Linked DNA regions of Triticum aestivum: region 2 is linked to region 1. A link is a contact called in public Hi-C data. All regions are on one chromosome and are shown on one strand. The core of a region is the stretch at or near the end of the contact, and the rest is flanking DNA. Distances in the headings are between cores, read along the strand shown.

What was found. Hi-C and Micro-C count contacts between places; a contact is called where the count stands out from the background.
Region 2: a Hi-C map of leaf shows a contact between it and region 1, with 6 times the contacts expected there. The contact joins the promoter of LOC123110176 here to the promoter of LOC123110174 in region 1. A contact is called at or near these places in 1 of 5 Hi-C or Micro-C datasets (leaf) and 1 of 1 datasets of contacts at active chromatin or transcription factors (leaf).

Annotation. Positions count from the first base shown.
Region 1 is chr5B:21,631,519-21,638,730 of IWGSC CS RefSeq v2.1, forward strand. LOC123110174 (plant cysteine oxidase 2) reads left to right here and starts at 5,804. Exons shown (of 5, transcript XM_044530648.1): 1 at 5,804-6,519; 2 at 6,954-7,081; 3 at 7,173-7,212. The coding sequence starts at 6,255. LOC123110173 (dihydrofolate synthetase) reads left to right here. Exons shown (of 10, transcript XM_044530645.1): 8 at 1-26; 9 at 120-251; 10 at 364-1,142. The coding sequence ends at 746.
Region 2 is chr5B:21,756,813-21,764,254 of IWGSC CS RefSeq v2.1, forward strand. LOC123110176 reads left to right here and starts at 1,712. Exons shown (of 9, transcript XM_044530651.1): 1 at 1,712-1,978; 2 at 2,090-2,293; 3 at 2,420-2,552; 4 at 3,035-3,105; 5 at 3,226-3,274; 6 at 3,410-3,486; 7 at 3,570-3,655; 8 at 3,883-3,979; 9 at 4,090-4,427. The coding sequence starts at 1,855. The coding sequence ends at 4,196. It overlaps LOC123110175 (cationic amino acid transporter 2, vacuolar), which reads right to left. Exons shown (of 13, transcript XR_006453196.1): 3 at 7,399-7,442; 4 at 7,166-7,306; 5 at 6,954-7,072; 6 at 6,784-6,880; 7 at 6,522-6,694; 8 at 6,197-6,422; 9 at 5,809-6,061; 10 at 5,593-5,701; 11 at 5,232-5,498; 12 at 4,722-5,107.

The sequences.
Region 1 (7,212 bases), core at 4,554-7,053:
AGCATCCGCCATTCTAATCGACGGAGGTTTTGCCTGATAACCACCTGTCCTTACTTCCTTATTTCCCTTCACCATTGCCTTAGCCAAAGATACCATCTGATGTTCCAATCATCTTCCAGCCCATACCGAGGCGTCCGCAAAGGCACTGTCAGACGTGATAAAAACCGTCGAACCCGAAGGGCCTGTGGCCCTCATCGTCGGAATGGCCAGCGACAAAGAGCACCTCGCATTCGCTGCGCAACTTCTCTCAGGCAAGATACTTCATTAACTCTGCCCCTCTGTGCTTCGGCCGTCTCATAGCTGGATAGTTCAGACCGAAGAACGTCACGGTAGTTTTTTCTCAGCCTCCCTGATCACTCTCAGGCAGAAGGCCCGACGTGGTGCTGCTGACGGAGACGGGGATCGCGGGAGGGACCGCTCGCTCCATGCCGGCCTCGTCGCTGAGAGACATCTGGACGGGCGCCGCGCTCGGCCAGGGCATCGAGTGTGCGGGCATCGGGGCCAACCCCGGCGACGAAGCCCCAACCGTAAACATCGACCACCTGGCTCCCGCCGCCGGCACAGGCAAGCCCGCGCCGATGCTGATCGGGTGCGGAGCCGCGCCGTTCTCGCGCGACCTGATCAAGGCCGCCTCCCGGCTGCTGCGCCGGGCAGACGGAGGCGGCGGCGCTGCCCGGGGTGGCCTCATCTGCGTCACCGGCTCCATGCATATGGTCGCGGCGGTGCTGCAGCAGCTTGAGCAGTAGCTCCCCAATCCCCATCAGTTACAGTCCACCAGTACAGCGCATTACATGGTTTGGAATCGATGGGATTAAGCAGTGATGTTAACTTTCATAAAGCTACCAAGAAAGCGTCGATGCGCCGTGCATGTCCTTTTCTTGGTTGTCTACTTGTGAGAGCGACAAGTCCTTGGCCTTGTTCGCACTCACACCCTAGTAGTTGACCTCGGTCGACTTTACAAAGTTGTTCTTTTTAAACAATTATTAATTAATTTTTATACTGTTCTAATAGTTTATTCATCTACTAGAGAAATGTTTCGGTTCATGGAGGAAAATCTGATTTCTTAATTGTACAATTTTGTTCAAACGGATGCAGGAAAAATTCACTGTGATGTAATAATATTTGGTCATCTGATGGGGAAAGAATGTACTCTACTAATATTTTATTCATATAGAGTTTAGAATGTCTGGGATCTTGCATGAAACTCATCGTGTTCTCAACATCATCAACTGAAATCATTTTCTTTTCTTTCTTTTTCATCCGCCTAAGCATAGCTTCTGTCTTGATTCTTTGTCTGTTTGTGTTATTTGGTGTTGGTTGTGTGCATTCTAGTCATGCATATGCGAGATGTGTTCTTATTGGTGTTTGTATCCTACGTGGTCATGTAGGACCCAATCTACTACTCCCTCCGTCCGAAAATACTTGTCTTACAAAATGGTTGTATCTAGACTCATTTTAATAATAGATACATTCGTTTTATCCATTTTTAGGACAATTATTTCCAGACGGCGGGAGTACTATTAAGCTGGATTTTGCATAGTAGACTAGCAAGAATTAAGCGAATCCAGTTCGAGCCGACAATAGATGTTCACTCTTCAGGGCTTCCAGGCACAATGCAAACTTCTACGAACAAGTCACGTACTTGCCTACCTATGTCGAACATGGTGTTCAAAAGTAATAACATTACTAATACACGAATACAAAAGATAATATAATTGTCCCCATGATTACCTTTGTAGGGCATATTCTAGATCAGAGGGAGTGTACTATAGGTGTGGAACATGAGTGGATACGGTCGGATAAAGATTAGATACCGAAGCGGGAAGATAACATACGGCTACAATGCTAGTACATATTTATATTTAAACAACACTCCCTCCGATTCCATACTCTAGTGCATATAGATTTCTTTAAAAGTCGAAAATTCCTTACTATATTCTACACCACGGAGTTGAAGCTTTTGATAAAAGAAAAATATCCTAATCACTTTGTGTAACAACCAAAGGCCCGCTTCGAGCTATGGACTCGCGGCAGATCAAAATATCTTGCTTACCTAGGATGTTTATTCTTTTTCATGTAAAAAAACACCCCAAAAGCTCAAACAAAAGGGGCCAAGGTAATATACCATCTCATAAACTCGGCAAAACTACTCAAAATAGTAATAATAAATAAATTATGTGAATTAAGTAGAGGCTCGACACTGGCGGCCAGCGGATCAGAGAGCATCTCTCCCGCCTCTAGGGTATCTCTACTCCTAATGGAGCAGTTGGTAGTCTCACTTCCAGGTTTTTTTTCGTCCCACCTCACCCGGTTTTTTTTGGTACTTCTTTGGTACTTCCTCCCACCTCCCACCCGTTTCATTTCGCTGGTTTTTTTCGTCCCTCCCCTACCCCGCCGGTTTAGTTTCGCGTCACCCTCTCACACAATGAAAAAAATCTTAACGGATCATAACTTTCCATGCGTAACCCTCCCATCAATGCAATTTGATTTAGAAAACATATAATAAATTTTAAGGAAACAAATAACAGACTTTAAAGAAAAATCCAATTTTAAGGAAACAAATCAATCGATCCATCCAAATCAAACGATCCATCTCATCAATGCAATTTGCTTTAGAAAACATATAATGGATGTGAAGGAAACAAATAATAGACTATCTAAATCAATCGATCCATCCCATCAATGCAATTTGATTTAGGAAACATATAATAAATTTTAAGGAAACAAATAACAGACTTTAAAAAAAAATCCAATTTTAAGGAAACAAATCAATCGATCCATCCAAATCAAACGATCCATCTCATCAATGCAATTTGCTTTAGGAAACATATAATGGATGTGAAGGAAACAAATAATAGACTATCCAAATCAATCGATCCATCCCATCAATGCAATTTGATTTAGGAAACATATAATAAATTTTAAGAAAACAAATAACAGACTTTAAAGAAAAATCCAATTAACTAATCTCTACTCTTAAAGGCCCCTCGATTGAGTTTTGTCCCTCGCTTCCTTTCCCAGCACTTATACAATGGAAGGAATTATAATCCACCTATTTGTTCTCCTATATATCCGTGCAGGCAACACAACATAAACCGGTGAAAAAAACACTCACCTCGCACGTCCCCCTGCCTGCAATCCCGAAACGCCGCCATCGCTCCAGGCTCCAGCCTCCGCCGTCCTACATCTTGCCCCTCTCCAACCTCAGAGACCTCCGCCACCGCCGCCATCTCGGAACCCCAGTTCAGGGCAGGACTCAGAGAGGGTGTGGCTGTGGACGACGCTGCCGCCGTCGCAGAACCCTAGGGCAGGGCGTGGTCGCGTTGCGGGCAGCGCGAGCGGCCGTGCGTCTCCCCCGTCAGGCTGTCCTCGGCAGGAACTCGGGACCTCCTCCTGACAGAGCTAAGGCCCTCCGAGGTCCAAGTCGCTGTGCGGCGTGCACAGTAATCTCCCCGGCCTACTCCGTCTTCACGTCAATGCTCATGTGCTCCGACCCTCCCCGACCCCTCCCAGCAAGCAGCAGAGTCTCTCGGGTTCGAGCTCCACCGGGCCGCCGGCGGCGGCGTCCATGTTCGTTGGGCAGAGCACAACGCTAGGTTTGAAATTCACCATGATGCTACTGATGAGGCTCTCCTTCTCCTTTGTTTCGTCTGGGTTTTTTCGTCCCCCCTCCCACCACCCCATCTCGTCTGGGTTTGAAATCAATAAGAGCAGCACAAAGTCTAGGTCCCTGTCTCGGTGGCAGACGGAAGGAGAAGAAGGATTGATATGTATGAGAATATTAATATTGAACTCTTAAAGTTAATATGGCCCCGTTGCAACGCACGGGCGTTCTTCTAGTATTTATAGCATACCAGCTACATCAACGACATGAAATGTGAGGCAAGGACGATTGTAGTTGGGACTTGGATGACAAGTGGAGCGGGGATGCACGATGGCAAGGTAGGTTGCACCTACAACGGCATGGAGACTCTAGGTCGTTGATCTCGATAGGGGGCTCTAGCCTGATGAGAGAGAGAGAGAGAGATCTGTAGAGAAAAATATCTATGCATAAGTTGTAAAATTGTTTTTTATTTAGCATTACATATGAAGATTTGTTTTTCATGAACTTGATCAATGTCCACACCCTTTATTTTGCAATGGGGGAATAACTCTGGGTGAAACCGGAGCGGATTTGGTCTGATAGTGCTCAAACGATATTTTATATACTTTTTCAAACATGGAGGTAAGACGGATAACAGGCAAACACATGTTCGAATACCGGATTATGTCAGATTGGGCATATATATAGCATGGTAGTCAATTATGCAGAAATAATAAGCAACTATTAATACTTGCACGCATGAAGCACACATAAAAAAATTAGAAAGGTAGTAAAACAATCTAAATAAACCACTAACAAGCATCTATCCCGTCTCATAGGTGAAGATGACATGCACGTATTGGTAGTTAATATTTGCAGTTATACCAATCATATAACCATATTTTATAAGGTCGGATTATCCAACAAAAAAATGATCACCTCATATTAGCAATACCATATCCTAACAACCGGAATCCGACTTGGACTCGGATTCAGATTTAGATTGTACCCGAACAAAACATTTAATTGTACTCTGCACCACCGGGTTTAAAAATGGTTTTGGTCCAAAATATCAGAAAAGCTATTTAGCTAACGTTCCCTAGGAGTGGTTTTCTTGGGGACATTCTCCAGTGCGTCCAATTCCCATGTGTGAATCTTAAAGCAATATGCGTGGTAATCACTGTTCACTTTCATGCATCCCACTGAGCTTGCATCCCACTGAGCGAATCAAATTCCTTTTCATATAGCATGACAATTCTTTGATGTACCGTTGCAAGTCTACATGTAGCAAGACAATTCATGGACATGCATAAAAATTCCTTTTTTTTGTTCTTTAGTCAGGCAATTTTCTACGATGCATCATGGTAAAAATGATGAAACACATGACAGTTTATTTCGCTGCAACATGACACATTTTTGAGATTTTCTTTCTGCTAGCATGAGAATATTTTTATTTTCAACATGAGAAATCTTTCTATAGCAGCATCAGAAATATATCTGTTATATTCATGACAATTTCTGAACAAATAAGATAGTAGTCATCTAAACGCTCTTATATTTCTTTATAGAGGGAGTAATTCCCGAGCGCTTGTTGAAAGTGGTTTTTCGACATGGCAAACTTTTGTACAATAACATGGCAAATACATCTGCTATAGCACGGCAATCGCTAAATGAACAACATAGCAATTCCCGAGCCTTGGACGGAAGCGGTTTTTGAGGCAGCACTTTTTACGTCGCGTCACTCAAGTAAGGCTTTTATAAGAAATGTTTGTCAGGGCCGTACGAAATTATACTACACCCGTTAACAAATATAAGATGCTTTGGACGTTTTAATATGAACTACGTACAGACTAAAGAAAGTGAACAAACATATTTAAACATATCATGCGGGGTGAATTTACAACGTCCAAACGAAACCATGTCTAGAGAAGGTTTTCCTCGCTCAATGCACAAGGGTGAAGAATTACTTGATATAGATTTGGTCTAGAAAAAGGTTAGAACATCGTTTATTTATGAGCATTTTTGCTCCTGTCGCTCTTGGAGGCAGCTCGAAATATCTGGCTCCTTTGGGAAAGCCTACGTAATCCACCGCCTGCTAGATTCGGCGAATCCAGCGGAGAGCCTCGCTCGACACTCGACAGCGGCGGCCAGCAGATCTCAGAGTCGGACAGTGAGGAGAGGGCGAGAGCGTCTCCCCCGCACCGCACGTGAGCAGCCGCAGTTTTCCGGGGGGCGACAAACCGTGGACTCCCGTGCTGCCGGTTTTGCTTTCCGCCTCCCCGAAATGGCGGGCGGCGGCACACCCTCTCTCTCTCTAGATCTCTCTCTATCCATCCGCACGCATACGCTTTCTCTCTCTAGACCGGAGTAGAAGAAAAGCAAGAACCGGTTGCGGTGCCGAGGGCGACCACCGAACCCGTCGGACGGATCGAACCCACCGCCCCGGTTTCGTCCCTCCTCGCCCGTCCCGCCGTGTCGTGTCGCCTCCACCGTCAACCCACCGTCGAGCGGCACCTGGTTTTGCTCCGTCCGCCCCCGCTGACCCCCCGCATATATCCCGAGCTCTCCTGTTGCCCCCTCGTCCATCCCCACCGGCTCGCTTGCTTTGTCCCTCTCCTTCCGCGATCCAGCGAGTTTCTTTCGGTTTCTTGGAGTTGCCTGCCGGCCGGCCATGGGCGCGGGGGTGGTGGAGCTCGGGCCCGGGGTGGTCGAGGTGGGGGCGGCGGAGGCCGTGCAGACCGTGCCGCCGGCCAAGAGGAGGCGGGTGCTGGCCGTCAAGACCCTCAAGGCCGCGGCGGCGGCGGCAGGAAGGGGGCCGCGGCTCGCCAGGAGGCCGCCCGCCATCCAGCGGCTCTTCCAGGCCTGCCGCGCCGTCTTCCGGGGCCCCGGCACCGTGCCCAAGCCCGCCGAGGTCGCCCTGCTCCGCGCCATGCTCGGTACGCTACGCTAACCAACCACCGCTCCTCTCAAACCTACTTGTATGTATACGTACTAGCTACTACTAGTAGTAGTACATGCGCAATCAGCCAATCAGGACCTTGAAATTTAATTTGGTGCATGGAGCGACCCGTTAAAAGTTCAAGCCTTTGCTTGTGTACATCCAAATTAGTTTTACATGTCTTGGATACCATGCAATAAGTTCAGAATTTGCTGCAGTTTTCACTTGATAATTCTAGTGTCCGTCATTCTTCTCTGCGTACTCAACATGCTTAATTTTGATCTTTTTTCTAAAAAGAATATGTTTAATCTGAGCATGCAAATGGAACATACTCTCCGTAGCTGAAATGCAGTGGGTTCGGAAATGGGAGTGTCCTGGTTGCACAAAATGCTGATGATGCTGAATTTCGGCTTCCGGCCGTGATGTTTGCAGACAAAATGAGACCAGAGGACTTCGGCCTAAGCCCAGACATGCCCTTCTTCAGGAACAGAGATGCGCCGGCAACCGAAGGGACCCCGGCCATCACACACACCACCATATACAAATCCGAGAAATTTTCCGTAAGTGCAAAGTGTGTGCATGGTGTATACTGTTTACCCAAGGGAAGTAGGAACTAGTTGCTGACATTTCCTTTTCTTTGTTGCTTGGCAGATGGTTCTCTTCTTCTTGCCGACGAATGCGGTCATCCCTC
Region 2 (7,442 bases), core at 462-2,961, 120 kb after region 1:
ATAGAGAGAGGGAGAGAGATCTAGGTCAGGATATGTGCGTTGTGGCTGCTTAGTTGGCTGCCTAGTCAGCTTTCACTTGGTCGAAACCAGTTTTTTTTTTCAGAAAAACTTTCAATCTATTCATCTTCAATCATGGAAGTACAACGAATACCAGAAATAAAAATTACATCTAGATTCGTAGACCACCCACCGACGACTATAAGCACCGAAGCGAGCCGAAGGCGCCGCCGTCATCGCCCCTCCATCGCCGGAGCCGGGCATAACTTGTTGTAGTAGACAGTCGGGAAGTCGTCATGCTAAGGCCCCATAGGACCAGCACCCCAGAACAGCAACCGTCGCCGATGAAAAATAACGTAGATCAAAAGGATCCAAACCGAAGACACACAAACGTAAACGAACAACGACGTGATCCGAGCAAATTCATCAAAGATAGATCTGCCGGAGACACACCTCCACACGTCCACCAACGATGCTAGACGCACCGCCGGAACGGGGGCTAGGCGGGGAGACCTTTATTCCATCTTCAGGGAGCCGCCGCCGTCTCGTCTTCCTGAGTAGGACACAAACTCTAACAAGATTGAAAAAATGACTAAAAACGGAGCCCTCCCGCCGGCTCTTGCCAGGATCCACCGCGCCTCCATGGCCCTAGGGCCACCGGAGACGAGGCGGACCTGCGCCGGCGCCGGCGCCGGCGAGAGGCACGGACCCTAACTTTTTTTCTTGAAGGAGGAGGAGGAGCACATTGCTGCGCTTTTTGGTCAAAACCAGTTAACCAAGCTAAAACCGAGTAAGGGTTGTGTTTTGAACTGTTTGATAAGTTAAGGGTGCAATGTGGCCGGTTCTAAAGATGAAGGTTGTAAATCAAACCGCCTGGTTAGTTTAAGGTTGAAATGTGGACTTTTCTCAAAGGAAAAACTTGCATTATCATGTTATTAAAAACTTGGTTGGCCAGTTTTGCACGTATATTACAACTATTAAGATCTTGTAAGATTTTTTTTCGGAAAAATGACCCAAGGTGCTATAGATAGCTCCACGCCAAGTGGACATGACAAAACCCAGACCTTAATCTTGACCATCAAATGCTATATCTGGACTAATTAACAAGGCCTATATGTATCGGTTTTTACCCTGTTTTTCGTTAATTAATCGGGCAATTATCTTCTTTTTAATTAGGATCCATGCGTGTGGACGAGTTGCCAGATGCGTGTGGACCTATCGAAACCACGTAAAAAACATCCGTGTCTCCAACTGCGTTTGAATCCTCCAAACCCTTCCCTTTACTTTCTTGCAAGTTGCATGCTTTAATTTCCGCTGCCTATACATTCTTTACATGCTTGCTTGATTTGAGTGATAATTGCTTGACTCGTCCAAAGATTGTTAAAATCTGTCAAACTCTAAAATTGGGAAAATATTAAGTTTTTAATTGGTCAAGTAGTCTAATCATCCCAGTCTAGACATACTTCAAGGTCCTACAAGGGGCTGCTTGGTATACGGCGGTCCGGTGTCATGGCGTGTGGTGGGACAATGATGGAGGGCGCAGCGGTGGCGGATCATCTGTGCTTGCCGCGCTGCCGTTGTTGGCTTTTATTTCTTCTTCTTTTCCCTTTTGGGCTTGGTGCGCCGTTCATCCCGACAGGCGACAGTTACCCTATGATCGGTGTCTGTTACTTTATAATATAAAACGGGAAAACCCTTTTTCGGTAAAGGACCACCAAACCCATTTCATTTCCCCGCCGTCCGCACTGAAAATTCGAACTGAACTCGCCAGAGACAGAAAGAGAGGAAATCATCCCCAATTCCCCCTCCCGCCCCCAACTCCGACGACCCGCCGCCGCCGCCGCCGCCGCCGCCGCGATGCAGCGCAGCATGGACGCGTCGATTTCGGCGCTGTGCGGCTCCCTCTCCCAGGTGCTCACCCACGCCGACGACTCCTCCCGCGCGCTCTCCGACGCCCTCTCCCGCCGCGCCATCCCCCTCGGTACCGCATCTGACCTCGCCGCCGTCCCCCGCTAGGGTTTCGCCAGCCACCGCTTTTCATTCCTTCCTGCCTGCTCACGGAGGACGTGTGCGTGCGCGTGTTCCCTCGCAGAGTCGGCGACGAACGCGTTCCTGCAGGGGCTGGACCGGCGGGTGGAGGCGGCGGGCGCCGACCTGGCGCGCCTCGAGTCCATGGCCTTCGGCACCGTCTCCGTCGAGGAGCTCCTCGGCCACTGCCGCGAGGCCCTCAACATCGTCTCCCGCCACGCTGACGCCGTCGAGTTCCGCCTCGTCTCCTTCGGCTACGTCGCCCCCCGTGAGTCTCACTGATCCCCCTTCAGGCAATCAGGCAGGAACACACTGGCGACGTCACTTTGGAGCTCTGCCCTGCAGTGTTCGTCTTGTTTTGCTGAGGTTCATCGGGTTTCTCTTGTTGGCGCAGAGGTGGATGACGAGGTGGAAGAGGAGGAGGAAGGTGGAGACTTGGGGGAGCTTGATGTCCCCGGGAATGGGCTCTTGGGAGGGGCAAGTTCGGTCCTCAGGTCTGCCCGGAAGCACTTCGACGACGATGAACTGTATCCTTCCATTACTAAGGCATTTTCAGAGATGCATTTTTGGTTGTGTTGGGTGTGATCTATGACCGGGCTGATGGAACGGGTACATAGCAATTCGAGATGCATAGGCTCCAAATAGAAGATGTCAGCTTGCGCCTAGCTGGCTAGCTGTAAGGTTTGCAATTACAGCGTTGTCAGTGAAGTCAGAATTTGAAGATTTATAAGCATTATTAGGAGTTGAACCATCCTTATTCTGCCCCTATTATTAGCTGTTAACCTTTACTACCAATTTTTCCTGCTAAATGTGTAAATCTCCCTAATATCATTGTCATACCATCATTTGGGACCAGCAAACATTGGAGATTATGATTGGTTCGGTTATATTGGATAAGCTTAGAATTTTGAATGCACCAAGTCTGAACTTTGACATTCTTTTGTGTTTCTGCTAGTGATCTGTGCGATTGAGATACAGAGTATTGAGTTCTTTCTTGACTTCATGTAAGATTTGAGGAGTCCATGTCACTAAAGAACTTTGGGATTTCTGATGCTTGTCTAGCTACTCTGTCCTCTCAAGGTACAGAACACTTGCAATGCATCTTCCAAAATCAACTGTTTAGATGCATTATACATATTAGTATTTTTTACTGCAAGTCCTAAATCAAATAGAGATAATAATTTCTTTCGGATGTCGCAGATATTGATTTTTCTGCGAGCCCAAAGATGCCTGACAGAAAACCTGGAAGGTAACTCAACGAAATACAGACATATATGAGATATCTATTGCAACGTCCTTTTCAGGCTGTTTTTTTTTGTTGTTCTCCACAGTTCTTTACTTGTTTTATCTTCATTGAAAATCACCTTGTGTTTATACTGTTCAGTTTTGATGATGACCAAAAGATCTTGGAGGAAGCTGAAGAACCCACACCTCCCCAAATTGAAACATATGAGCAAGATGGTCAGCAGAGTGTATCTGTTATGTTTAGAAGATATATTAAATGCTTGCTTTTCATGACTGACATCTCTGTTGAATCCGTGAAGACAACGCTTTCCAAGGAATGATAAGGGCGTCGAAGGAGGAGTACGATAAACTTCCTCCTTACATGAAGACTCTTGCATCATGGGAGGTCTGACTTCTTTTAAACTCTTTAAAGTCTTTTCTGATTAATTACTAGAAGGGAGAAGTCATGCAATGTCTTTTCTTGCCTCTTGCCATAAACTCTTTAAAGTCTTTTCTGATTTGGTCTCTGCACTGCAGTGGTTTCATGACGATAGTAGTGTTATCTTAGTTATGCCACCTCGAAGCAAATCTACTGCAATGCTTTACCTTTTTTGCGGCCTCTCTTTTTATCAGGAATTGCATGACGCCGTCTCAAAACTAAATGCATACTTTGGTGGTGATAAGGCTCAGGGGAGTTTGAATCAGGATGATGTTGCATCAGTCGGCTTGGGTATGTTATAATCTTATACTTGCCATTCCCTGCCCGCAGAAATGTCAAATGCTTTTACACTAGACTAGACAAATTCCATTGAGGTTTCCTTTCACTTCCTTGTCTTGTAGGGCGCAAAGGAAGATCCTACTTGTTGATCCTTCTGCGGTTGAATCAACTGGTTATGGAGACGATTGACGGCTCGATCTTCTACAACCTACGCAAGAACGACTCCTAGGCGAATTTTCCAGAAAACCTTGGGAAGCAGAAGGGGATATAGCCGATACTACCACCATACTGTATTGTAATGTTCTCTATATAATAATGTGTTGCGATGTAGTAGTTAGTCTGGTGCATAACTTGGTTCTTTTCAAAGGCAGTGGCTTGGATTTGATTGATGTAAGTTTTTAGAATATCAGACTTGAAGCTGTATACTCAGAGTTGAAGCTGCAAGAGTATTTTAACTGAAGCAGAGTGGAAACTGTATGATGAAAAATTGTTGCCTATCTTTCTGTTAACTGTGTGATGTTTTTAGGAGTATCTAAACTGAAGCAGAGGAGGTGCTGAAATCACAACACCACATCTTGCATGACAAACTGAAGAATTGACTATTGTTCAGAATTGCTTCCTGCTGCAGTGTCATCCCAAGATCTCTGAAGTTTTATCAACTCCGGTGCACTTAAATGAATCTTGCCTTACAATGTTGCAAATCTTAATCTTCTATTTATACATATTTACTATCTACATTCCTCCAACGAGGCACATATATATGATGATGATGATGATGATGATGATGATATATCTACAAATTACAATGTACACAGCTTCAGAATTTGTTGAATTCTTCAGACTCCATGTCCTGCCTTGCCATGCAGGATGCAGCAGCATCAGCGGGGGAAGGTCCCTCCAATCAGGATGCTCAAGGTTTCCGTGAAATGGACTCCGGATCATATAATCTCTCAAGGATGCTCTGCGACAGTATCTATCTAGGCCACAAACGCTGATGAAGAAGAAGAACCGTATATCTCGTTTGCCTGAGCCAGGGAGACGTACACGACGTCCGTCAGCGAGCTGTGGGTCCGGCCGTAGAAAATGTACACGAAGACCCCCATCACCAGCCACACCCCGACCCGCATCCACGTGCCACCCCTGAAGAACATACATAGGTTGCCAAAAAATGTTCAGACACATACATACAAATCTTTCCATTCTGAATGTTTCGTTGGCAAAAGTAAAGTTATCAGCGAGTGAGATCATTGCTTGAGGTACTCACCCTAGATTTATGAGCAAGTATGTGTTTATGAGAATGCACATCACCGGCAGCAGCGGAACAAACGGGCAGATGAATCCTGCAGAGGGAGCGGCAGAAAGGAGCTGTGACATCAAGTTACGGAGAGAAGCGTGAAAATGCCGTGATGCGAGTGTACCTCCAGAGTGACCAAATGAGTGCCTTCCGTCGTCTTGGTCGATCCAGGAGAGCATTCCGAGACCAGCCAGGAGGAGCAGGCCACCAAACACGCAGAATAAGCACATCACCAGGCTAACGTGAAACGGGAGAGACGCGTGTTAGACAGGCCAGTATGTCATTGCACAGGAAAGTTCATCGTGGGAACAAGATATGCCCGGTCACTTACAATGGCAGGAACGTTACGGAAGCTGAAGCCGTCAGGATTAGAACCCCTACGCATACAGCTGCAATGCTGCGAGCAGCGGTTTTCCGCCGCTTTAACTCATCCAATTTGTCTGATGGATTGACAGAGAAACCGGTTAGCCAGCTTATAATAAGTAGAATGCACATACTCAGAAAATGTAGACTCGACCAAAGTCGAAATGCAATTTCCTAGACTTACTTGCGTACAGCTGCTTCTCAATAAGAGGGTCGCTGATTGATTCTACTACGATCACATCCTTAATCTCAGACGTCCCCTGTTCATGGTTCCCATCTCCAAGAGGACTCCCCACCTTTTCCTCATCACATTCTTGGCTTAAGCGGAACGACGTTTGCAGAGAGGATGGCAGGGGTACCTCATCTGGAGGAACATATCTGAGGATCAAGATGGAGACGGCGACTATGGTGAACGCGAGGAGCGTGCCTACACTGACCTGCAACCAAACTTAACTCCTTTAGATCCAATATTTAGTACTCATAAAAGTCTTAATCTTCATGAAATCTCATCTTGAGCCAAAATCCATCAAATTTCTCAAATGGAAACTATTTAAAGGTTCCTAGATCCTTACCATTCCTGCTAGTTGTGAAACATCCATGAAGAACGCCAGAGAAGCGGCACAGATGCCAGTTATGATTGTGCTCTTGACAGGAACTTGTGTCTTTTCGCTAACATCAGAGAAGAAGGATGGCAACAGCCCATCTCTCGCCATGGCCATCAATATCCTTGGCTGTGGCAGAAGTGATCCCATCAAGGTTGAGCAGAGAGCGAGAACAGCACCAGATGTTACAAGGTACCTAAAATAAGACAGCGCAGTAATAAAAAAAGAAGCCTCAGCAGGAAGCACACCAAGTGATGCACGGCGAAATGGAAGCACTGTCAAAAGGAGTCCTTACATCGCCCACTGCATCCCGTGCCTCGCAAAGGCGGACGAAATAGGGGTATCTGGGTCCATAGCAAAGTATGGCACCAGACCGACAATAACAACCGAAACCAGCATGTACAAGGAACAGCAAATCGTCAATGATGTGGCTATTCCCAGCGGCAGATCCCGTTGTGGATTCCTCACCTGTTGGAATGGAAGTTTAGACAGAAGAATTCTTAATAATGCCGCCGATCCAGTGCCATGTCAATTTGGAAATTAGAGCCTGTCCTTACCTCCTCAGCGGTGCTCGCAACTGAATCAAAGCCTATGTAGGCAAAGAAAACGGTCGCTGATCCAGCAAGCATTCCATTCACCCCATATGGCAGAAATCTGTAGAGGAAAGTGTTTAAGCACACTATTTCCCAAAAAGGGAAAGCTAAATAAGAAGTGATTTTTACATTACCCGCCAGACACCTTGTAGCCGACCCATCCTGTTTGGAAGCCAATGTAACTGCCGGCTGTAATAACAAATAGCATCACGCAGCAGTTCAGCACTGTCACAATTCCTTGCACGAATGTACTCTGTTACAAATAAAAACAAAGAGTAAATATCGGAAGCTGTACTCCTCGAAATAGGAACATGAAATGTGTTTCTGAACTGTAGAAGCCCTTAACCTCTTTTATCCCGACGCATAGCAGGGCGGTGACAAGGAAAACCAAGGCAGCAGCACAAGGATCAACAACAACATCTAACCATGGGAGCTCATGGCGTGCTAGAATCCATGGCAGACTATTTGGCCCTCCGAAAAATAACGCCTGAAAGCATACACAGAGTATGTTAGAGAGAGATGGAAGGTGAAGAAACTACTGATCAACATGCTGCAGAAACAAGGGAAAATCCCACTTACTAGATTGGGAGATATGCCGCGGGCAACGGCTGATCCACCAATTG